2 separate regions of the Hordeum vulgare genome follow, and region 1 is linked to region 2. Evidence: chromatin contacts called from public Hi-C data. All regions are on one chromosome and are shown on one strand. The core of a region is the stretch at or near the end of the contact, and the rest is flanking DNA. Distances in the headings are between cores, read along the strand shown. Region 1 holds the start of LOC123426726 (cellulose synthase-like protein H1). Region 2 holds the start of LOC123426729 (probable serine/threonine-protein kinase At1g01540).

Region 1 (5,390 bases), core at 2,077-4,576, 330 kb before region 2:
ACATTGGGTCAAACTTCCTTTAATAACACGCTTTAATTCCTGCTTGAGTCTTCGTTACATGTTCCAATGGTAGAACTAAAATTACGCTTCCAATATTTCGATGGCCAGCCCGGCCGGTTAGTTCCTTGTGCAGAGGTGCACGAACGCAGCCACAATCAAACCAGCCTTCACCTTGACGCTCCACGGGATTCCATGCTTTCCCCTGCTGACAAGCCCTCTCACGAACGGCCAGAAGCACAACACCATCCAGCCACAGCACACGAACTCTCCGATGCCCGGGCCACCATGAACGACCGCCGCAGTCCCGATGACGGCGCGCCATGCCCCGACGGCGAGGGCCACAATGTTCAACACTGAGAGCGCCGTCACCGGGATGAAAACGGGCGCCGAGTCGAATGTGAACAGTCCTGGATCGGCCTCGTCGGTGCCGGCGCCGCCATCGGACGTGCTGCTTTCCTTGCGGGTGACCTCGAACACGGTCTCAGAGAGCCCTAGTGTCTTGAGGATCACGGTGAGGAAGGCGAGGAGCCAGGCGGAGGCCGAGGTGATGCGTTGCATCCTGTGGTTGTTCCACCAGGCGCGGGCAGAGAGCCCGCACTCCTTGTACTCCATCAAGTGGTATATGTGGTAACTCAAGAATAGAGCTACTGGGATGCGAAAACCTTCATCCGATGCCTGCAAAACAACAAATGTACCAATCATAAAAAAAATATCTGAATTTACATACATATTAGCCAACTAGGTCCTGCTTCATTATCAAACAAATCACACAGCATTTTTGTTTAGCTGCATAATGTATCTTGGCGAACCGCGAAAGTGTATGTACCGTTGGCAAGAAGGACTGGTTTGTGAGAAGGCAGAAAGGTCCCAATAGTGCATAGCACAGCTCGAAAGGCGCCCTCACGGGCCACGCCTCGACGATGAGATAGCCAAGGCATTGCCGGAGTTGGAGGCGTTGGAAGATGGTGCCGAGGATAGGGCTGTTCCGGCTGATGAGTATCTCCAGAACCCCTGTTGCCCATCTCTTGAACTGGGTCAAGCTGGCCGGTCCCCCGGTCGGAGCACATCCCAAGAATGCCGGTGGGTTGGTGTCCAACAAGGCCGATTTCCAACCCGCCGCATGGATCCGTTGTCCGGTCAAAATGTCTTCTGTCATTGATCCATAGACCCAACCAATCTGCAAAAATACATGGAAGAAACTGTAACTAGAGAAAAACTGCAAAAGATTGTAGATGTACTGTAGCGAAACCTGCAAAAATACGGCAACAGGTAGCTAAGCATACCTCCTTGCCCCAACACGTGCCAGCCTCATAGTTGCAATCGCCGACTTGTTTTGCCATTTCGATGCGACTCGATACATCAACGGTTGGTCTAGCGAGCAGGTCTCCTGAGATGATGTTCCTAGATGATTCGATCAACACCTTTGAGCTCCCAAACCTGACTTGCAGCTCCTTGTAAGATGGTGAACCTGGCAAATTAAGAACACTTAGCCATTTGAAATGCCCTAGTCGAACTGAAATGCATACTCCAATTTACGCCTGATGATCACATCTGTTGTGTGCCCAGTTTCACCTCTTGTCTCGTGTTTGACGGTGTCAGGTGGCGGCATGCCGTAAATGACTTTCCTGCGGTGAAAACAGCCCGTGCCGCCGTAGAACATGCCTTGGATCCCGGCGATTCCACCTCCAATTTTCTGAACATGCCACAAAAACCAGTACAACTGTAACACTACCTAGTGGTGCACAGCACGACGACAAGAGCACTTGTGCACATGCATATGTAGTACCTTGGTTATAACCTGCATCTGGTTGCCAAAGGGATCGTCCTTGAGGCCACCGTAGAACTTCTGTGGCACTTGGACGAACCCGCTGTGGATCTCGTCGTCGAACCCCAATAGGAGGCACATCGCGTGTAGGGCGACCTGCGGATTGTTGGCGAACATGTCGCAGTCCACATTCAGCATGATGGGAGCGTTGGTCATCACGGCTGACACCCTTGTCTGCACCACGAAATGATCAGCTTAATTAGTATAAAATGTGGTGTGCTGCTTGTGTGACACTGATTAGCAGTGCAACACTGTGTTGAGCGAAAGAGAGTGCTCACCAGAACATTCATGGCACCAGCCTTGAAGTTGTGGCGATGTCTGGGGCTTTTCTCTCGAGAGAGGTACACCAGATGTGGGAATCCTTCCCCCACTTTGCTCTTGCTGTTATCCCACAGAACCTGAACTCGGCCCAAATTAACCGTGACGATATTAGCACGAGACACGGATTTGCTATGCGTTTGTCATGACACGATGTTCATGGACACATGCATGGACATGGTCAGTGCGGCGACCTTAACGATGGTAGGATGGTTCCCGCGCTCGGCGTCGATGAACTCGGCGAACTCGTCGCCGCTGTCACGCATAATGGAGCCCTCATCGGCGTTCTCGATTCGGCTGGCTAGTCTCTCATATTCGCTCTGAAAGTCACACGTACACGAGGAAGATGAATGGCCATGGCGATGATGGACGACCAAACATTATTTTGTAAACTGACATGGTCACCATTGGCGCCTAACCTTCATGAGCGCCCAGCTTTCCAGGAACTCGTGGTCGGCTGTGCCTGTGCCAACCTCCGGCGTGGAAGAGAAGTACATGAATGGGGCCCTCACAGCAACGTCGTGCCTCTTGCAGAAAGGGACCCAGAGGCCGGCGAACTTGGCGGCCTCACGCAGCGCGTAGCACGTCACCGGGGAGCAGCCGTCGTCAGAGACGTAGCACGCCAGCTTGCCGACGTCCGGGTAGTCCAGGGCGAGCAGCGAGAGCACCGTGTTCACCGTGATCAACGGAGGCTCCAGCGCCGGGTCCGCGGTCGTGACGAACATGTCCACCGCCGGGAGCTCCTCCATCCTAGCAAAATTATCACAGACACTAGCTAGATCAAAATTTGAGGAAGTTGTAGGGGTCAGCATGGTGGGTCTTGTCGCCGTGGGTACGTACGTAGAGTACCTGTTGGCGAGGTTGTCGGGGTAGGTGTCGAACCGGACGGGGCTCCACTTGCCGTTCATGTTGAGGATCCACACGAAGGCGAACCACGCCTCGCAGACGAGCGCCGCCAACCACGTCCCGCCGCGCTCCCGGAGCGAGGCGGCGCGGCGGGCCACGATGGCGAGGAGGAGGAAGAGGATCGCGAAGTCGGCCAGCATCCACGCGGTTCTCGCCAGGGCGACCCTCTCCTGCAGCTTCTTGCCGCCCGCCATGGCCGTGGCCGAGAGCAGGTAGCCACTAGCCAGCAGTAGCAGTAGCAGACTAGCTAAGCTCCACGAACACAGCTCCACAAGCAACAACCGCTCGAGTGCATTTATATGGACCAGATAAAACTATCCTCTCCTCTCCTCGGCGCATTTCCGATCAGGACAAAAACAAAACTAGACTATGACTTGTGATGGGGTCTCGGAGGGTGGGAGGACAGGAGAAAGTTATCTTTACTTGGTTCTGCCATGTACCACTGCCACCGTATGATAATCTTTGGGACAGGGATGGTGCTCTTGTCTCTTTGCTACGGAAGTGTGTGCTCGCTGCTCACTTGGTCCAGCGTGCCACCCAGCCGGATCCATGCAAAACCATGGCGTGTGGAGAATAGGACTCCAGTTTGGATCCGTTATCCTTGACGATATCACTCACGTACGCACGGTAAATTATTGGACCCATGCACGTCACGCCTAACGAGCTCGCCAAGTCGCCAGCGACTGTTTTTGTTACACAAACGCTCGGCACAACGTTATGCGAGCCGTCCACTGCACGAAAAAAGTTCAAAACAAACCCTAAAGTTATAGACGAAAGCTAAATCAAACCCTGAACTTTGAATCCCTGAAATTGGCACTCTGAATTTGTAATCCCGGTCTATTTTGAACCCTAGACCCGTTTGGCACACCGGAATTCTGGCAATACCACAATCCCGACCGGGATAACCTGCTAGGCTGCTACTCTTATAGACAGAAATTGAACCGGCCCACTAACAAAAAAATTACGAAGTTTAAAAAAAGTTTGCGCATTTTTAAAATTGTTCAGAAGTTAAAAATATTTATGTTTTCTATTTTTGTCATAAGTTCTGTGTCTTTTTTGTTTCAAAAAAATGTTATTTAATTATATTCGTATTTTTAATTATATTCATATGTTTTTATTCTATTTGTATTTTTAATTCTATTCGTATTTTTAATTCTATTCGTATTGGTCCAACATGCATTTTATAAATTTAGGAGCATAATCCTAGCGCCAAACATTCAACGTTTATTGATTTATACCTCAAAAAAATATATATCAATTTTATAAAATGTTTATTGTTATTTATAAAATATAAAATATTTATTTAGAAAAATATTATCATGTATTTTTTTTGTAAGATGTACTTTTAAAATGTACATAATGTGTTGAAAAATATTGGAAGTTTACCAAAAATATACATATGTGTTAAAAAATACATTGGATACTGAAAAAAAATACACATATGAAAAAGCAAAAAGAAAATAAAAAAAACCAGAGCAGAGGGTGCGCGCGTGCGCAACTGCGCTAATGAGCCCGGCCCAAGTCAGCAAATCCCGGCTAAGTTCTGTTAAGGTTTAAAATAGATCAGGATCAGTGAGTTCGGTGTGCCGATTTCAGGGATTCAAAGTTCTGGGTTTCATTTAGCTTTCGTCTATAAATTCAAGGTTTGTTTTGGACTTTTTCCTCCACTGCAGTGATGGATGTACGTACGGTCGGGATCAATTCTCGGCTCCTCACGGAACTCAAAAAGTCGATCGTTTCCCAGCAAATGGTGCGCCGTCCGGCTACGTCGAATTGGTACCAACCGGTGGCAACAGATAAATTTTGTCTTTTACTGGTGGAAAAGTCCAAAACAAACCTTAAAAAAGTCCAAAACAAACCTTGAAGTTATAGACAAAAGGTAAATCAAACCCTCAACTTTGAATCCCTGAAATTGGCACTCTGAACTTGTAATCCCCGTCTATTTTGAACCCTAGGCCCGTTTGGCACACCGGGATTCTGACAATACCACAATCCCGACCGGGATAACCTGCTAGGCTGCTACTCTTATAGACAGAAATTGGACCGGCCCACTAACAAAAAAAATCACGAAGTTTAAAAAAAGTTCGCGCATTTTTAAAATTGTTCAGAAGTTAAAAATATTTATGTTTTCTATTTTTGTCACAAATTCTATGTCTTTTTTGTTTCAAAAAAATGTTTGGTTTTTTTAATTATATTCGTATTTTTAATTCTATTCGTATTTTTAATTCTATTTGTATTTTTAATTCTATTCGTATTTTTAATTATATTCGTATTGATCCAACATGCATTTTATAAATTTGTAGGAGCATAATCCTAGCACCAAACATTCAACGTTTATTGT
Region 2 (6,083 bases), core at 1,243-3,742:
TATTTATCCAACTATCATCTACACTACTCATTTGCTTACAAGTAACGAGTCCAAGGGGATTGACAACCCTCTTGCCCGCGTTTGGTGCAAGTGTTTGCTATTTTGTGCGTAGGCGCTAAAGACGGGGGTAGTTTGATACTCCTATTGGTTCGATAACCTTGGTTCTCACCGAGGAAAATACTTATCCATACAGTGTTGCATCATCCACTCTTCTCCGCGGAAAAATCCAACACAGATCACAAGTACCGGTATGCATCCTATGGGAGACCACCGACATCAATGACACAGAAATAAGGAAAAAATCACAATTGGAACACCTCCTTCTAACCAAGTTGCATGCGAGATTCCAGTTCCCCGACTGGAATGACACGCTCAAGTCGTGAAAAGATGATGTCATGGAAAAATTAAACACCAAAGTCGTTGTCAAGTTCAGGAACGCATTGAGCGCCTGGAAATCTAGGGTGAAAAGAGTAGTTTAAGTAGATCATTCATCCTACGCCGAGATTTTGAGGATAAACTGACAATTACAGGAGCGGACTACGAAAAATTCAAGCAGACATGCGCTATCGAAGAAACCAAGGCCAAGTCAAAGAGAATGAAGGATCTTTAGGGCAAGAACTTGTCGAACCACCACCTTGGAAGTCGTGATTACACGGGAAAGAGGCCCATGTGGGCTAAGGGAGAGATGAAAGACAAAATTAGTGAGTTGATGAAGACAAAGAAGGAGTTGGAGGAGAAGAGGAAACAAGGGAAGTTGGAGTTGGAGGAGGAAGAGAAGATGACACAAAATGGTAACACAATGCACACAAGTAAAAGGTGCAAGGAAGAGATGGATACATGTATGCTTCAACTTGAGGAGTATCGACTAATGCAAGAGATAACGTGGCAAAGAACCAATTCATGATGATGGATCCAAGCGCATTGTATGAAACATCAAGATTGTTGGCAGAGCTTGTGAGCGGAGATCATGGCCTCTAGGATGCCACGTAGCGCCAATGCACCGGAGGAGGGGGCGGTACACAAATGTGAGAAGGTAGCTTTGTCGTCGACATGTGATTTGTATATGCCATGTGAATTTCTTCATGATCCTTCATCTTTTCTTCACACATTTTGAGCCAAAGATGATAGCTTTTGATTGAACTTCATGTTATGTTTATATTTAATTTGATTCTTGAAGAATGTGGTATGGTTTGAAATCTTGCTGAATGGCGAAGGATTAAATCACGTGAGCTTGAGAATCAAGAGTGTATATGCACAAATATAAGAGAATATGAGAGACAATTATGGAGGCTGCACAAATATGGTGACTCTGAGTTTGTACAAACTCTTCGCAACCAACAAAGTCTTGTGAAGGAGACTCCAGCCCATTGTAGAGGTTGCCGATACAACGACTTTGTTAGAGTTACGCTTAAACCATGAAACCACCGTTCATCCAGAATAATGTGTTTCAGTCATCAAGCCACCTGTCAAAGTGGAAAGCATGAATTACGCTATTGCGCGACAAATTCATATATGTGTATGCAAACATTGCTTTGAGCACATGGATGAGGAACATTAATGGGAAACAGGAAAAACACACGAATAGGAAATATGCAGAAATTTACTAGACATATTTTCACAAAATAGAAGACTATGAAATGCACAAAAACTGCATGCATGTAGAGTAGATGTTTTGATGAAATAAAGAAGTACATTTCAATCTACTTGAACGAGCATACAAAAGAGATCACTCGGAACATTTGTGTGACGTCTTGTTTCACCCGGATTCTTCATCCTTTGGCCTCCCAACTTTCATCCCATCCTTACCTCACCTTTGGTTGCGACCCCACGTCAAACCACGTTGTTCCTACATTCGATGGGGTAGCTATCTAATTCAAGCAACAATTGAAGAAAAAAGACCCCTGCCCGGATGGATAAAATTTGTTCCCTGCATACATCGAGGTAGCTATCTAATCCGACCAACGGTCAAAGCTAAAAACCCTCCCCACACCCACACCAGTCAAGTTTTCCTCACCTCTATCAATGAAACCACGAGAAGCCGTGTCGTCCCATCTTGACAAATTGCTCTGCAATAAAAGAACCCATATGATAACGTTAACACGTGTCGTATATCTGCACTTTGCCCACACGCATTGATCTTCATATGTTATATTTTGCGTGATGTCACGCATAATATGTGGACGGATATCAAATATACCACATGTGTGATGAATATCAAACCCCTAAAAGATTGATCTTAGCGGACGGCAATTTTTCATGAAATCACGAAAATCACATGAAAAATAAAAAAGGAAGCGTGCGGCAAGTCGTGATAAGCCATTCCAAACCAATCAACAGTAAGAAACAATATAGAAAAGAAACCCGATCGGACGCCAATTGTATTGTGAAATCGAGAAAATCACGTGAAAAATAGAAAAGGAAGCGTGCCTCCAAACCAATGAACAGTAAGAAACAATATAGAAAAGAAACCCAGATCCTATACAGTGCAACCAATTGGACGTTCTCTTCTCCCTCATGGTTCAGTTTCAATCCAATCCTGCGTGACAGCTCGCACCAGCTTCACTCTCCAGCTCCTCCCCCTTTTCCAGGACCCCCAAAATATCATTCTCCTACCCTCCAATCCATCCATGCTCCTCTTCTCTTCTGACCTGATCTGCTTATTTTATTAGGTCTTGACCCTTGACTTGCCTAATCTAATCCTCCATGCATGCAATTGCCAAAGCAAAGAAAAAGCAGCCACGCACACCCTGTCACCACTCGCTCCCAGCTCCCGGCCTCCCACTAGCCACTGGCACTGGCGCTCCTTCCCTCCTGCAACCCATCAGTCCTCACTCATCTCTTTCCACACCGTCTGTAGGAGAGCAGTAGGGAGTACCGCTCCTAATAATTGATCCTTCGCTCTCCATTCCCTCGTTGATTTGTTGTTACTCTAAAGATCACCACCAACCACCCTCCCCCTCCCCCAAACCCTCCTCCCAACCACAATCCAATCTTTTATCAAGAACAAATTAACCATCCCGCACCCTTCACCCCCCAAACAATCGTCTAATCTTTGGTCTCTGCTTCCACATTGCTCCCAAATCCACCGTCTTGGGCCCTGCCGCCCCTCGAATCCACCCTTCTTCGTCACTCCATCCTGTCCTAAATTCCCCTCCTCCCCCCAAAAGCCCCAGCGTTTCCCACTGCAACATCCTCTGCGAAACCCAATCTTGGCCGCCTGGATTGCCCGCCCATTCATTCATTCTCTGCGGGAATCCAGCCTTGCTTTCTGCGCCCAATTCTCTGCACGAACCCAAGCTTTAGCTGGCTGCTCTGTTCCAAACCCGATCTTTCTTTAGCACCGAATTCTGCTCGAAAGCCAGACCAGAGTGGTTGCGGAGATCCGCCATTCCTGGTTGAGCCAGCGAGCGAGCTTTGCCGCCGCGGTCCGATGTCGGACTCGGACCAGAGCACCGTCGTCTTCGGCCTCCACCTCTGGGAGCTCGTTGGCATCGGCGTCGGCGCCGCCTTCGTGCTCCTCCTCGTCCTCCTCTCCCTCCTCTGCCTTCTCGCCAACCGCCGTCGCCGCCGACGCCGCGCCCCCGCCGCCCCCGTCCTCCACCTCGCCACCGTCGCGCCCAGTGCCCATCCCAAGAACCCCACCAAACCGCCCAAGGACATCCAAGAGGTGCCCTCTCGCGGCGCGGCGGCGGGGGCCCCCGCCGCCGCGCCCAAGGTGCCGCTCGCTCAGATTCTCCAGGCGTCCCCGCAGGAGTCCATCCAGATCGAGACCGGTAAGGAGCACCGCATCACGTTCCCGGAGCAGCCGCCGCCCCACCATCAGCGTAGCGGGGGCCCGTCGTCGCGCGGGGCCAGCGGCGAGAGCCGCGGAGGTGGCTCGGAGCCGGGTGTGCCCGAGGTCTCACACCTGGGGTGGGGCCACTGGTACACTCTCAAGGAGCTCGAGGCTGCCACGGCAATGTTCGCCGACGAGAAGGTGATTGGCGAGGGCGGCTACGGCATCGTATACCACGGCATTCTCGAGGACGGCACACAGGTCGCCGTCAAGAATTTGCTGAATAACAGGTAACAGCGCTTCCCGTGAACTCAAGTATAGCCAAATTTAGGACCTTGTTTCTGATTGGCGTATAATTGATTTGAGTTTAAGCAAGATGTATAATTTGATGGGTGCACGGGGTCACTGAAACTGACTTGAGATATTGACAATTCAGATGGTGACAATGTGCAAGAACCTGATAAAAAAAATGACAAGTCATTATCCAAGTCTACCATTTCCTTCTGGTTAGCATGCTTAGCGTGGAAGCTGCCATTTGAGAGGCTGAAATGTGTGATTTGTGTAACGTGTGGTTTTTGTGTTGCTGAATTTAGTAATATACTTGGTTTGTTAGGGGGCAGGCTGAGAGGGAATTCAAGGTTGAGGTCGAAGCAATCGGGCGGGTGCGGCACAAGAACCTCGTGCGGCTGCTTGGATACTGTGCTGAGGGCAACCAAAGGTACATCCTTGAGTGATAAGTTGAGCTGCTGTATTCCACAAATGAGGTGCCTTGTAACATAAAATGTGTTGTATATGAATTATTTTCAGGATGCTTGTGTATGAGTTTGTCAATAATGGAACTTTGGAGCAATGGATTCATGGTGATGTTGGTCCTGTGAGCCCTCTTACATGGGACATAAGAATGAAGATTATTCTCGGATCAGCAAAAGGGTAAGTGCATGTGAGTTACTGATGATCTAAAAGTATATTTGCCACTACTTAATACTTACACAGTTACCTAGTTGTGCAGTTTAATGTATTTGCACGAGGGACTTGAGCCAAAGGTGGTTCACCGTGATGTCAAGTCAAGCAATATCCTACTTGACAAGCATTGGAACGCTAAGCTTTCTGATTTTGGGCTAGCAAAGCTTTTGGGCTCCGAGAGGAGTTATGTCACGACCAGGGTCATGGGGACATTTGGGTAAGTATGATACTTATGAAAACATCGCCACGTAAGATAAACATGAACATAGTTGCTTATGTATCTCTTGTTATTGCAGGTATGTTGCTCCAGAGTATGCAGGCACCGGCATGCTGAATGAAACTAGTGATGTCTATAGTTTTGGGATTCTTATTATGGAAATAATATCTGGTAGGGTACCAGTAGATTACAACAGGCCACCTGGAGAGGTTAGTAGGCTGTGCCTCCTTGTAGCCAGTGCTAAATTAAGCACTCGTGAAATGCATTTATAAATTCTGCAGATTACTCTTTCAGGTTAATCTCGTTGAATGGCTGAAGACGATGGTCAGCAGCCGAAATTCAGAGGGGGTTTTGGATCCCAAGATGACCGAGAAGCCTACTTCAAGGGCACTGAAAAAGGCTTTGCTGGTGGCTCTGCGATGTGTAGACCCTGAAGCTCGCAAGAGGCCAAAGATTGGCCATGTGATTCACATGCTTGAAGTTGATGATTTCCCCTACAGAGATGTAAGTCAATATGGCATGGCAACTTTTAATCTTCATTTTAACAAAGTACCTGTCATTTAATAACATTTATCTCAAGAATAATTTTGCAATTTATTTATTACCCCCTTATTATTTTTCCTGTTGCCGGGGAAAGGACATCAAGATGAACACCTCGAGTATCATACATTCTTTTACTTTAGATCATTAGACCATACATTTTCTTTTGCCTATTGCTGAAGGGGCTCCCTTTTGGTCATTGTCATGGCGGGTTGATACTTTTTGTCTTTGTTACATGAAATATTTTTTCTTTGTTACACGAAATATGAATTTCAGCATCTTCTTTCCAGTTTGAATCTGTTAAGGTTTAAGATGTGTGTAAATGAAGCCAGCCATTTGCCTTTTAATATCCAAATAACAACTTTTCCCCCTCATAATTAGTTCAAATTGTATTTAAGAAGAGTTTATACAGTAAAAAAATGTGTTTATTTATAGTGATACGTTTTGTTACTCTTATTGCCAGGACCGCCGAGCTGGCAGAGCTCCAGGTCAAGCCAAATTGACGGAAACAACTTCGGGTGAACCTGGTGATAGTAGCGGGAACGACACACCAAGAGACACACCAAAAGGTCAATCAAAAGCCGACAA

What was found. Hi-C and Micro-C count contacts between places; a contact is called where the count stands out from the background.
Region 1: a Hi-C map of leaf shows a contact between it and region 2, with 6 times the contacts expected there. The contact joins the promoter of LOC123426726 here to the promoter of LOC123426729 in region 2. A contact is called at or near these places in 2 of 6 Hi-C or Micro-C datasets (both in leaf).

What each region holds. Positions count from the first base shown.
Region 1 is chr2H:475,735,679-475,741,068 of MorexV3_pseudomolecules_assembly, forward strand. It overlaps LOC123426726 (cellulose synthase-like protein H1), which reads right to left and starts at 3,327. Exons shown (of 9, transcript XM_045110601.1): 1 at 2,993-3,327; 2 at 2,563-2,893; 3 at 2,338-2,463; 4 at 2,104-2,223; 5 at 1,787-1,999; 6 at 1,573-1,693; 7 at 1,284-1,468; 8 at 827-1,177; 9 at 1-675. The coding sequence starts at 3,243. The coding sequence ends at 118.
Region 2 is chr2H:476,068,221-476,074,303 of MorexV3_pseudomolecules_assembly, forward strand. LOC123426729 (probable serine/threonine-protein kinase At1g01540) reads left to right here and starts at 2,493. Exons shown (of 7, transcript XM_045110603.1): 1 at 2,493-4,065; 2 at 4,389-4,493; 3 at 4,583-4,705; 4 at 4,785-4,955; 5 at 5,035-5,164; 6 at 5,250-5,459; 7 at 5,959-6,083. The coding sequence starts at 3,431.